Linked DNA regions of Mus musculus: region 1 is linked to region 2. Evidence: chromatin contacts called from public promoter capture Hi-C data. All regions are on one chromosome and are shown on one strand. The core of a region is the stretch at or near the end of the contact, and the rest is flanking DNA. Distances in the headings are between cores, read along the strand shown. Region 1 holds the start of Psmb10 (proteasome (prosome, macropain) subunit, beta type 10). Region 2 holds the start of Pdp2 (pyruvate dehyrogenase phosphatase catalytic subunit 2).

Evidence for each region. Promoter capture Hi-C pulls out the DNA fragments that hold promoters and counts their contacts.
Region 1: a contact with region 2 is called in a promoter capture Hi-C map of liver, with 5 times the contacts expected there. The contact joins the promoter of Psmb10 here to the promoter of Pdp2 in region 2. A contact is called at or near these places in 3 of 39 promoter capture datasets (liver, pre-B cells and stem cell-derived epiblast-like cells).

What each region holds. Positions count from the first base shown.
Region 1 is chr8:105,936,949-105,943,465 of GRCm38.p6, forward strand. It overlaps Psmb10 (proteasome (prosome, macropain) subunit, beta type 10), which reads right to left and starts at 1,444. Exons shown (of 8, transcript NM_013640.3): 1 at 1,007-1,444; 2 at 731-818; 3 at 546-643; 4 at 293-433; 5 at 1-33. The coding sequence starts at 1,062. Lcat (lecithin cholesterol acyltransferase) reads right to left here and starts at 6,454. Exons shown (of 6, transcript NM_008490.2): 1 at 6,277-6,454; 2 at 5,383-5,539; 3 at 5,190-5,305; 4 at 4,998-5,093; 5 at 4,691-4,915; 6 at 2,603-3,192. The coding sequence starts at 6,430. The coding sequence ends at 2,624.
Region 2 is chr8:104,588,252-104,595,040 of GRCm38.p6, forward strand. Pdp2 (pyruvate dehyrogenase phosphatase catalytic subunit 2) reads left to right here and starts at 3,221. Exons shown (of 2, transcript NM_001024606.2): 1 at 3,221-3,344; 2 at 5,229-6,789. The coding sequence starts at 5,270.

The DNA of each region.
Region 1 (6,517 bases), core at 194-2,693, 1.3 Mb after region 2:
ACGACCAGTGATGCCCCCACGTGGCCTTGGTACCTGTGGAGGAGCAGGCAGGGTTAATGTTAGCAGACAGGCCCCGCCCATTACACTGCCTTTTGGTCTGAGTCCCACCCCTTCCTTTGGCCTGGCGTCCTGCAATTGACGCTGCCTCTTCCGGAACTCAGCTTGGTCTGTCTTCTTCCGGTCTCCCTGCAGGTCGCAGCCCCGCTCCCCCCCACTCCACGTCCCGCCTCCTGTCAACTCCACCCACCTGCAGATACCCCGTTTAGGGGTCATCTTAGCCCCACTTGCTCACCGGAAAAGCGTCTGGCGCAGGATACGGGTGACCGTGGCCACCCGAGGCTCACGGCCGGTGGACAGCGCATGTAGTTCCATCTTGGAAGCTGCCATCCGCGTAGTCATCTCAGTGTCCGCAGCTACTCCAGCCCCACAGCAGCTAAGGGACAAAGGGATGGTGGATGTGGACAGGGACGTGCAGGGACAAAGTAGGGAGTGAGCGACAGTGCAGCTTATGTTTGAATATGGGGACTGGTCCGGGGCATACTGACTAGATTTTAGGGGCGATGAAGTGGATCTTCTCGCAGCTTTTGTCCGCCACAACCGAATCGTTAGTGGCCCGCGTGTCCGCTCCCAGGATGACTCCATCCTGCAGAGGCAGAGCCCAGCCTTAATGCCCACCTGATCTCCGCAGTGGCTGCCCTTCTAGCCCTCCAGCCCTTATCACCCCGCTTACTCGGAACACAAGCCCCGCGATGGTAGTCCCGGTCTTGCGTGCATGAGGAACCCGAAGTCCCGGAAGGACGTGTTCCAAGGACGCATTCCTGGAAACATTGGGGTGACTCGCGTTTCAGTTCTGCATCAAGGGAGGGTCCCTGAACCGGTCCCCAAACCCATTTCTACTCATCTCCTGGCTTAAGCCCCTACTTGGTCACCCAACATAGGGTTCCCCCACTCCACCAATAAAACAAGGCACCAGCAGTTCGTGACTAGAACTCCACTCCCCTTTCACCTCTGGCAGTTCTCGAAAGAGAAGCCTCCTGTGGGTTCCACTGCCTGCTTCAGCATCTCGCAGGAAGGCCAAGTGAGAATGCGGGGGTCTCGATGAGTGGATCAGCCAGGGGGAGCAGAGGCGTCTGTCCTGGCTTCTGTGGGGTTTTTCCGGACGCTTCCTACTTTCGCTTTCACCCCCACCCTAGTTCAGAGGCTGTTGGCTGCTGTGTGCATCTTCTCTTTCACTTTCGTCTTTGCTGCTAGTCCCAGATAACTTGAGGAAGGGGCTATTACACTCCTTGCCAGACCTATGGTGCGCCTTAGATCCTCCATTCCCATCTCTGCTGACACCCCCTGAGCACTGCAGGCACATACATGTATTCAGGTAAAACACTCACACACATAACCCCTTAAAAGTAAGTAGAAATGAAGCCCTTGCAGGCTTAGTTATGTGTGTGAGTGAATGTGGTATGTGCATGCCACATGCCCACCAAGGTCAGAAGAGGGCATCAGATTCCCTGGAACTGAAGTTACAGATGATCATGAGCCACCATGTGGGCGTGCCACCACGTGGGCGTTGGGAACCAAACTCAGGTCCTCTCCAAGTGCAAAAAAATGCTCTTAACTTCTGAGTGCTTGCTCTCTCTCTCTCTCTAATGTCTCACATTAAATCTTCTTTAGATGAACTGTCTTTTCTTCAGATCCTAAACTTTTTTTTTGGGGGGGGGGGGCGCTTGAAAAACTGTTTTTCAGTGTAGTTGAGTGTAGCCCTGTCTGCCCTGGAATAAGCTCTGTAGACAAGGTTGGCCTGGATGAGAAGATTAAAGGCATGTGTACCACCACGTGGCCCTAATTTTTTAATTTTTTTATGGCTTATTTTATGTGCGTTGGTGTTTTGCCTGCATGTCTGTGTGAGGTGTCAGCTCCCCTAAAACTGGAGTTACAGACACTTGTGAGCAGCCATGTGGGTGCTGGGTATTGAACCAGGGTCCTCTGGAAAAACAGCTTCTTTCAACAGACGCTGAGCCATCTCTCTAGCCCCATTTATTTGTTTGTTTTTTCGAGACAGGTTTTCTCTGTATAGCTCCGGCTGTCATGGAATCCAAGTTCTTACATTAACAATCCCCAGCCCCAATATCTTAAATTCTATTTATTTGTTTGTGTTTTGGGGACAGAATCTCTGTGGTCTTGGCTGTCCTGGAACTGTGTGTATCAGAGTGGCCTACAGAGATCTGCCTGCCTCTGCCTCCCAAGTGTTGAGTTGAAGGCGTGCACCACCATGCTTTATTATAAATTTCTGTATCCAACCAGAACTCAAAAGTCGACTTCAAATCCTATTTCTCTGTGTCCCCATTCTAACAGCCATATACCCAGATCTGAATATTGTCCTGGGCCCCTAAGAAGGAAGCCACAGAGCAAGCTTCCTGAGCAGCTCAACTAGGACAATGAAAATCTATTTACATATCTCAAAGTCAGTCCAGTCTGGGGCCTTAGCAAAGCCCACTGAACCCCGTGTTCCCCTAAGCCCAGATCAAGCATGCATCAGCCAGGTGATGCAGGTTATCTAAGGAACCTAGTAGTGCCTTCCCCTTAACCCATAACAAACACCCTGCACTTATTTATAACAGCTAGGTCTTTATTCAGGGGGTGGGGGACTTGGGCTGGCAGCTGGCGACTTAGGAGTGCGGTAGGCACCCAGTAGGATGGCATTGATATGCTCCAGTGTCTTATTGCTGAAGACCATGTTGAGGTGATCTGTCTCGTTCATGGGCAGCAAATGTACGGGCTGCGACTGGCGGCCCTGCCACTGGCCACAGAGCTCAGTGCTGCGGGTGGCTACGGTGTCGTCCCCATCTTCATAGAGTGCAGCCACGGGGTCTTTGTAGGGGAAGTTGTGGTCATAGATGTAGGTGTGGGGTGTGGGTCTGCCCACACCGTAGAGACAATATACTTCTACACCAGGTGCGGGGAGGCGCTCCAGTAGGTCACGAGACTGAAGAAACATGTGCCAGCCTTCTTCAAAATGCAGATCTGTGAAAAAACGCTCAAAGTCTTGGACGGTGTAGTTGAAGTTTGGTGTGGAAATGAACACATGGTCTTCAGGCCACACGTGAGGGGCTGGGAGCATCCAGGGGGAAGTCGTGGTTATGCGCTGCTCCTCTTTCAGCTTTATGTTGGACAGGATGGGGATGCCCTGGTTGTCACCTAGGACAGGGGAGAACAAGGTGGGACAGGGAGCTGGGCCTGGTCCACAGTTTACCTCGGCAAAAGCACTCCACCTTGTTTCTGCCACAACCTGATCTTGATTCCAAAACACAGACAAGAGCAGGCCTGGTGTTCGGTTAAGTGCTCCGTATGCTTATTTGCGGGGGCTGGAGAGATGGCTCAGCGGTTAAGAGCACTACTGTTCTTATGAAGGTCCTGAGTTCAAATCCAACAACCACATGGTGGCTTACAACCATCTGTAATGGGATCTGATACCCTCTACTGGTGTGTCTGAAGACAGCTACAGTGTACTTACATATAAATAATAAATAAATCCTAAAAAAAATAAAAATAAGGGCTGGAGAGATGGCTCAGTGGTTAAGAGCACTGACTGCTCTTCCAAAGGTCCTGAGTTCAAATTCCAGCAACCACATGGTGGCTCACAACCATCTGTAATGAGATCTGATGCCCTCTTCTGGTGTGTCTGAAGACAGCTACAGTGTACTTAGATACAATAATAAATAAATCTTAAAAAAATAAAAATTAAAATAAATAAATAAAAGAGGCTATGCTGGTAAGACAGAGCTCAAACAGGGAAGACGACAGGGAAGATGGGGCCTCAAACAGAGTGTATGACAGTTAAAGAGAATAAGGGATATGTGTTTGTGTGTGTGTGTTGGCTATTCTTCCTTAGGTCCTCTGCCTATGCTACACAGTGGTCACAGGACTGCATTTCAGGAGATTTAGACAGTATCTGTTTTGGTTTCTTTGGGTTTTGTTTTTGTTTTTTTTGAGACAGGGTTTCTCTGTGTAGTCCTGGCTGTTCTGGAACTTACTCTGTAGACCAGGCTGGCCTCAAACTCAGAAATCTGCCTGCCTCTGCCTCCCAAGTGCTGGGATTAAAGGCGTGTGCTACCACTGCCCGGCAATGGTATCTGCTTTACATCCAGTCGTACAGTCTGGTGGATCACTCACTAGACTGTAAACTTCACAGTGAAGGCTAAGTCTGGCTACGCCCAGTATACGGTGGTGTTTAGTGAGCAGTAGCTGTATTAGTACTGGGTCCCTGGGGCTACTGCACAAACAGGAGCAAGAAGGATCCCTAGGTTTGGCCCTGCCGTGGCAGATCATGTCCTCAATGAAACAGATTCCTGGGCACAGGGGCTCTGGGAGGTAAAATGTAGCTAAAAGCCATAGTGTACAGGACTTGGGGGCTACCAGGAGCAAATCTGGGGTTGACAGACGACTGGGATTGGCTTCCTCTATCAGCACTCAAGGACTCTGGAAGGAGATGTCCAAATGGTTGCTGCTTTCAAGGGGCTAAAGGACAACAGGTGTGCCCTGACAGACAGACAGACAGACAGACAGACAGACAGACAGACAGACAATATCCCCGGGGCAACACTGAGCAGAGCTGGAGTGACGGCTAGCTAGCTCTGTGATCTGCTTCACTCCTCCTTACCCCACACTGGATGACCACGCCCAAGAGGCTCCTCACCTGAGGCCAGGATCCGCATGGCCTTGATGGAACCACCCCACGGAGCCCCGAGAGAGATAAAACCATCAATGAAGTGGTCCTTCCAGGACTGAGGCTGCCGCAGTAAGAAGTGGAGCACATGCAGACAGCCAAGGCTATGCCCAATGAGGAAGACAGGCTTCCCATAAGCGGCATACATCTCCTCTACCAGGCCAGCCAGCTTCTTGTAGTATTCATCCTGCTGGTCTGAAGACGAGTAGATAGGTCAGGGTAGTTAGGACCTGGGACCACCTGTCAAGGCCCCAGCCCATCACCTGCAAACACTTACGGGGTGCCAGACGCCAGTCATAGGGTGCGGCCCGCACTGTCTCATCCCGCACATATCCGTTGTTAACCAGATTCTGCACCAGTGTGTGCAGGTAGCCTGTGGGGAGGCAGAAACAGAGGGGATTCTGTCCATTATGCCCGCAGGCTAGCCCGGTGGCCAAGAAGAGTCCTTGCCTTTCCCGGGTACACACACCTGCTAGCTTGTTGTCATCCACGTACTCAACAGATTCGGTCTTGCCAAAGCCAGGGACACGGATCTGGACACCAGGGGCATTGGACACGCGCCCAGAGCTGTGGTTGTAGACAATCCTGGGGATAGTGGGACATTTAGCAGCCAGCAGCCAAGGGTCAACGTGCAGGGGTTTGGTAGACCACACAGGACATACCTGGTATTATCAATCCAGCAGTCCACCCCGAGGGGGAGAAACAAGTTGAAATCCAGCCAGATGGTGAAGAAGTCCTCTGTCTTACGGTAGCACATCCAGTTCACCACATCTGGTTTATCCAGCTTGGCTTCTAGCCGATTCCCCAAGCAGCCAGGCACTGTGGGCACCAGCTTTTGTTCTGAACCTCTTGGCTTCTCTCCAACCCCCCAACCCTACCACCCAAAAAAGCCCACCCCTCCATCTCGTACACCCTCCTCAAGGTTCTAATGACACCTCTCTCCGGCTCCATTCTTACTGTCCCACCGGTACCGCTGATTCCAGGCTCCCTTCAGGCACGGAAGGTTCCAGGAACCAAGGCCACTGACCCCTGCCCCCACAAAGCAAACACCCAGCCTGGCTTTCCATTATTGCCAAAGTCCAAGGGGAGAACAAATAGGTAAGGGGGGACAGGGGCTGGGCCTTGAACAGGGGGCAGGCCTTTACAGACCTCTCCTGCTATCCTGCCTGGGATAGCTGGGTATCTCTGGCTGGGTATCTTGTTCTTGGTAAGACAGAGGCCAAGGAAGTGTGGGACTTAACCCAGTATCCAATGTATCTAGAGCTGGTCATGGCTTGTAGTGCCCTGGCCAAGGCCTCAGGCAAATCTATTCCCATTCGCCGACCACCACCCCAACCCCAGACCCCCGGAGAAGACAACTTGGAGACAGAATAGTATGAAGAAGAAAGGAGTGATGTCTCTGGAGAACGAGCCTTTGGTCCTTCCCCACACCAATTCAGGCTCGTGAGGGCTCATGGTGGGCCAAGAGAACCTTGACAGAATCTGCTGCTGTCGGGCTTAGGACCCAGGCTCCCCGGGGTCTCGCTTGATGTATCAGGGGCCTAGTGGGGGCTTACCGAGGATGACAGGCCGTGTGTGGTTACTGAGTTCAGCCTTGGGCGTGGTGTGCGGGGGGAAGAGCACATTGAGGAGCCAGAAGGGGGTGGCAGGAGGGAGCAGTAGCCCCAACAGCAACAGCACCCGCTGCCATGGGGAGCCAGGCAGCCCCATCACAGCCCAGTGCCTACTGACAGATGAGGCAGTCCTGGGCTGGCCTTATCTGGACCGGGGGTGGGAGGGGCCCCCGGGGCCAGTGGG
Region 2 (6,789 bases), core at 1,971-4,470:
AGGTTGGGAGTTTCCTTAGAAATGTAGGGGCTGGATTTTAAACCATAATAAATCGTTAGCAAAAAAGGGAAAAGAAACATTGCAATGTTCACTTCTGTCTCTTTACTAGAAATCGAAAGCATAGCAAAGTCCTACTGTACAGAGGCCTTACTCTCGAGGTTCCAATTTCTCAGGTCTGGCTACTCATTCAAAAGAAAGCAAAGCAATCGGGTGGTGGTAAAAGGGTATATAGGGGTTTAATCGATGTAGCCATGTTGCAAAGATGGAAATTGGAAATTTAGTCCATCTGCTGAGCACTGGCTTAGGCTTGAACTAGAGGAAGAGCTGAGGCAGGAGGTATGCATACATTAGCAATCCTGGTCCGGCTGTAGTTGGCTTGATTGTCTCTGTTCTGGTTCTGTAAGGTGGCTGGAAGTCCTTGTCCTTTAAGGTGACAATCTGATTCCTGTGAGGTCACTGCTTCTGGTTGAGGTTGGTCTATCTGTGAAGCTGTGCTAATCCTAAGAGTGAAGATGATTGCAGATCTAAGACCATGACTGAAAAGCTTGCCGCCACTTTTTGGAGGTCCGGAACAGGACGTTGTAAAAACTGCCAGTGAGGACCTAATGGGTTATATATCATTAGTTTCTTGTTGTTTGTTTGTTTGTCTGTCTGTTTTTGAAATGGGGGTCTCACTCTACAGTCCTGACTGTCCTAGAATTCACTCTGTAGACTAGGCTAGATTTGAACTCAGAGCACCTTGGAGTTCTGGGATTAAAGGCACCACCCTGGCTGCCTTTTGTGTCCAACTCAGAGATCTACCTGCCTCTGCCTCCCGAATGCTGTTATTAAAGGTGTGCACTAACACACCTGGTCCTCAAATAAATGTTTTATCAAAAGAAAAGGAAAGAAAGAAAGAAAGAAAGAAAGAAAGAAAGAAAGAAGAAAGGAAGAAAGAAAGAAAGAGAAAAAAGAAAGGAAGAAAGAAAGAAAGAGAAAAAAAAGAAAGAAAGAAAAAAGAAAGGAAGAAAGAAAGAAAGGGAGAAAAAGAAAGAGAGAAAGGAAGACTCTATGTTTTCAGACTTAGCAGGATGACATAACTTTTCTCAAGAATGTTCGGGGTGGGGGCCATCTGTGTGTATCTAAGAGTCAGCTCAGGACCAATCATATTTGTGGGCTGAACAACTAAAACTTCTTGCCTCAGTTAACTGAGGGAAGTTGGGAGCGGGAGAGGTGGTTTTCCCCTGACACTAACTGGTTGTCTAGTGTCAAATGGTCAGTCCTGAAAACATACATACAAGTAACATACAAACTGAGCAGATTATATTCAGGAATGTGCACGCGCATGCACGCACGCACGCACGCACACACACACACACACACACACACACACACACAGAGGCATGCAGTAACATTTAGTGAAAAAAAGAGGCCATGAATTTGAAGAAGGAGGCGTATGAGAGTTTGGAGGGAGGAAAAGGAAGGGAGAAATGTTGATTATATTCATTTCAAACTGCAGCAGCGACTTCCTGTCCCTGTTCTGAAGGATAACCTTCTATGCAATCAGATAAAGTATTTGTAAAACAAACTAAAAGTACAGCACAGTAAAGCATGCCTCTTTGTTCTCTCCTGCCCATTTACTTACTTGGTTTTTAGTATGGGCCTGAAAGAGACCCCACAGTGTCCAGAAGAAACTTAGTACAAATTCTGATTTACAACTTCCAGACAGGGTGCAGACCTATATAACACCCTCAGGGCTACTTCTGAGGCTGAGGCAGGAGGACATAAGTTCAAGATTGACTTTGACAACTTAGTGAGAATCTGTCTCAAGGCATAAAAAGGGGAAGGGGTAGGGTAGGATGGGAGGGGAGAGGGGGACAGGGTAGAGTAACGAAGATCTATCTATGATAGTGTTTGATAGTATTCAGGAGGCTCTAGGTTCAATCCTCAGTATCACAAAACCAAAGCAAAACCCAGAACAAAAACAGGGATTTAGCAAACGCCTTTAATCCCAGAATTTGGGAGGCAGAAGTAGGTGGATCTTTGTACATTGGAGACCAGCCGGTTCTACATAGCTAGTTCTAGACCAGCTAGGGCTACCTAGTGAGATGCTACCTCAAAAACACAAATAAAACAAAACACTCCCAAGCAACCACCTCCTTGAGAGGCCTGAGGCCCAGTAAGGGGACACATCACAGAAATACAGCAGGAACACTTTTACCTCAGACGTGACTTTGGGTAAACCAGCTTGCCTTTCTTTCCAGAGACAGCACTCTCAGACCTTTCTGCTATCTCTTATCTCTCTTTGACTTCAAGAAAGGACTCTACTGACTCACACATTATAAGGTGAAGACCAGACTCAGCTATTGTTAGGACCAGAAGGCAAGGAGGGAAAGCTCTGGACCTCTCTGGTTCTGGCTCTCCCAAGCTACCAACAAGTAAAGGTGCGGCTAACATCACTTGTCGCTAAGAGGCCAATGTAATTGAGAATTCAAAATGGTGGTTAGTAAGGAGCCAATGAACTCTTTAGATCAGAAATGTGAGTATTAGAAGGTTCCTTCTAGCTGTTTGTAAAGGAAGGAAAATCGGTTGGGACTAAGTGTAATTTGGAAGTAGGGGGCCTTAAAGGCTTTGGAGTCTGGCATTGGCAAATGGATGGGTGGGAAGGGACTTAGGAGGTGGGAATGACAGGATTAAAGTGTGTGACAGTAAGGGAAGCATCAAATTGACCCTGGTGTTTGGACTTGGGTCTTCTGGGGCCGGCGAAGCCATTGCTGGTTTAGGAAGAAAAGCAGGTTTGACTGGAAGATAAGGTCAGGGCAAGTAGAACCTAGAGTGTCCATAAAGCCTTCAAGATAGGTGTCCAAAGATAATAAAGATGTGGCACTTTGGAGAGAGGCTTGGAGGGAACGGAACAAAACCCGGGAGGAATCTATGTGAGAATGAACTGTAAAGAACTGGAGAGGTCTCTTGGTTCTGGCTTTGCAGGGTGTGGTGATAAGGGAAGCTTGGGGAAGAGCCCCACGTGACGACCTACTGGCGCAGCGGCTGCACAAAAGCCACGGGTAACCCCAGGGGGTAGAGTGCAGGGTGGCCCCTCCCGGCCCCGCCCCTCTGCCTTCCTTTTGCCCTCCTCATCCATTGGGTAATCTCAATGTCCGTCAAGGGCCCGCCTCCAAGGATAAGCCAATCAGGAATGGCGGGAGGGATATTTCTTTTGGTGCTGGTTCCTCGACTGGGGGCCTCTCCAGGGAAGTAAAACCCAGTCGCAGCAACCGCGGAACTGTGCTCAGGACCAGAGTGAGCCGAGAGGATCCGCCGAGTGCCAGCGGCGCCAGCTGGGGAGGAGAGGACGAGGATACGAGGTAAGGAAGGGGACGATTCGGGGTGCGGACGCCTTCCCTAGCCTAGTTTACGGGTACCTCAGGTGATGGGGCGGAGAGGGGGATGAGGTGAGAGGGCGGGACGAGCTGGCCCCTGGTCATGGTCACCCCACTCGCGCGCACGCGCCACGTGGGCCCGCGCACTGGTGGAGGAGACGACTGCTTAGCCGGTTCTCTGCACCAGCTTCCTTAGTACTGGAGCACCGGTGAGCTGGACGTCGCAACTGGATTCTTACACCTTGGAAAGCCAAGGCTCAGCCACTAAACGGGGGCTGGGATTTCTTAGAGCCTTGCGGTCCAGCCAAGAAATCAAGAGACTTGGTTTCTTTAGGGGTGCTAAATTCTTTCTGTCCCATTGGAGGCGAATGGTTTTCATTGCGCACAGCTGCCTGTCCTTTCTGCAGGGTCAAGGGGCGTCTGAGGCCATCTGCCCCTGTCCGACCTCATCTGTCCCAAGTTCAGCGGGATGGGTATTGGCTTTGGGAAATCGGTTTGACAGTGCGTTTATACCCTTTGACCTACTGGTTTTGGAAATAAGTAAGGGAAAGGTGACTGCAAATGCCATGTAATTTGGTACCAGGTTAGTGGAAACAAGCTCCAAGTCACCAGTAGTTGTGAATGTTTATGCCAAAAACCATAAATAGTACTATCACTGAAAACATTGCCTTTAATAGGAAATCATGTTCACAGTAGTTGGCCCAATGATATAAAAATCTGTACAGAATGTATCCCAAGGACAAAAATAGTGGCTCCCTCCTTTTGTTGATTTTTGAGACAGTTTCTCTGTGTACCTGGTCTCAAATTCTGCCTGCCTTTTCCTTCTAAGTGCTGGGATTAAAGGCGTGCACCCACACTCCCAGTTTCAACCCCCCCCCCCCATTCCCATGGGCTTACTTTGTCAAGCAAAGTAACAGTCTGCAATGTAGATCAGGCTGGCTTTGAACTCACAGATCAGCTTGCCTCTTCACCTTTGCTTCCGGAATTCTGGAATTAAAGGCGTGATAGCACTGTGACGGCTCAGAAGTGTCGTATTTTATTAAGTCTTTACAGAACGTTGTGAAATCTTGACATGGTGCACACACTTTTAATCTCATGAGGTATTGAGAACGTCAGAGCAGGCAGATCTCTGATTTTGAGGACAGCTTGACCTACACAGTGAATTTCATGCTGGCCAGGGTGACAAAGTAAGACCTTGTCTCAAAACAAAACAACAATGACCAATACAAATTACACAGGAATTCTGTGAGACCAGCAACTGATGGCTAATTCTAGCTACCCTGGAATCTGAGGCAGGAGGATCTAAAGTTCAAGGCTAAGTGTGAAAGAGGGCTGGGGATGTAGCTCAGTGGTAGATCAAATAGAAGAGACCTTGTGTTCAGTCCCCAGTGATGAATAAAACAACAATAATAAAACAAAACCTAACCACGTATTGCCGGTGAGACACAGTATGCTAAGTAGCTAGAGTCAGTGGGGCTTCAAAAACACCATATCGAGATAATATTGATGATATTTATATATAATATATTAATGTAATATATATAATGTATACCAGGTACAGGCCTGGACTCAGGACAGCCGCTAGTCAGCAGCTACATGACTGGAATTCATGGGGTAGGTAGATTCCTTGGGGGAACAGATACAAAAGGGAAAACTTAAATACTGCAAGGGAGACTGAACAAAGGACGTAGATAGTAGGCTCTGGCCTGAGGAACGGTTTAGAAAGGAAAAGGAGGCACAAGTTGGCTGGCAGGAAGGCCGGAAGCTCTCTATAAAATCAGAGAGCGCATTAGCAAAAGTGATGTTCTAGCAGTTTAGTATTTTTAATAACTTGAACTTTGAAGCTTTTATAAACTCTTGAAATTTCAGGCTGAAAAAACACTCCACCTCCACCTGCCACTTGTTTCAGAATGTCAAGTACTGTGTCCTACTGGATCTTCAATTCTGCAAGGAATCGTATTGCTCTTTTACGAGGTGGGAGACGCCTATACTCAAGGGCTGCCACGAGTAGGAACCTGCTGAAGTGGAGGCCCTTTTCTCCGGCATTGGCATCATCAGCCCTCAAGTGTGGTTCTCCACCTGGTGGCTTTGCCCTGCGGAAAGCCTACAGACACACATCAACCGAGGAAGAGGATTTCCACCTACAGCTCAGCCCCGAACAGGTCAGTGACCTGCTCCGAGCTGGCGAGTCATCCCACAAGGTCCTTGATTTCAACAACGGAGTACCAAATTCAGTGTTAAGGTTCGAGAGCAACCAGCTGGCTGCCAATTCCCCTGTGGAGGACCGGCAAGGTGTGGCTACCTGCGTCCAAACGAATGGGATGATGTTCGGTATTTTTGATGGACACGGGGGCCACGCGTGTGCGCAAGCGGTGAGTGAGAGGCTTTTCTACTACATGGCGGTGTCCCTGATGTCCCATCAGACCTTGGAGCAGATGGAGGAAGCAACGGAAAACATGAAGCCTTTGCTGCCCATCCTGCGTTGGCTCAAGCACCCCGGAGATAGTATTTATAAGGACGTCACGTCCGTGCATCTGGACCACCTCCGTGTCTATTGGCAGGAGCTCCTTGACCTGCATATGGAAATGGGGCTGAGCATTGAAGAAGCATTGATGTACTCCTTCCAGAGACTGGATTCTGACATCTCGCTAGAAATCCAGGCTCCTCTGGAAGATGAGGTAACGAGAAACTTATCCCTCCAGGTTGCTTTCTCTGGGGCAACAGCCTGCATGGCCCACGTCAATGGAGTTCACCTGCATGTAGCAAATGCTGGTGACTGCCGGGCTATCCTCGGTGTCCAGGAAGAAAACGGTGCCTGGTCATGTTTACCTCTTACCTGTGACCACAACGCCTGGAATGAGGCTGAGCTGTCCCGGCTTAAGAGGGAACACCCCGAGTCCGAGGACAGGACACTCATCATAGACGACAGGCTTCTGGGTGTCCTCATGCCCTGCAGGGCCTTCGGGGATGTCCAGCTAAAGTGGAGCAAAGAGCTGCAGCGGAATGTCCTCGCAAGGGGCTTTGATACGGAGGCCCTCAACATCTACCAGTTTACCCCGCCCCACTACTACACTCCACCCTACCTGACTGCCAAACCTGAGGTTACCTACCACAGGCTAAGGCGCCAGGATAAGTTCCTGGTGCTGGCCTCAGATGGCCTGTGGGACATGCTGGGGAATGAGGACGTGGTGAGGCTGGTGGTGGGGCACCTGTCCAAGGTGGGTCGCCATAAGCCGGACCTGGACCAAAGACCAGCCAACCTAGGCCTCATGCAGAGCCTGCTGCTGCAGAGGAAAGCCAGTGGACTCCATGCGGCTGACCAGAACACAGCCACGCATCTGATCAGACACGCCATCGGGAGCAACGAGTACGGGGAGATGGAGCCGGAGCGGCTGGCTGCCATGCTGACACTGCCAGAGGATGTGGCCAG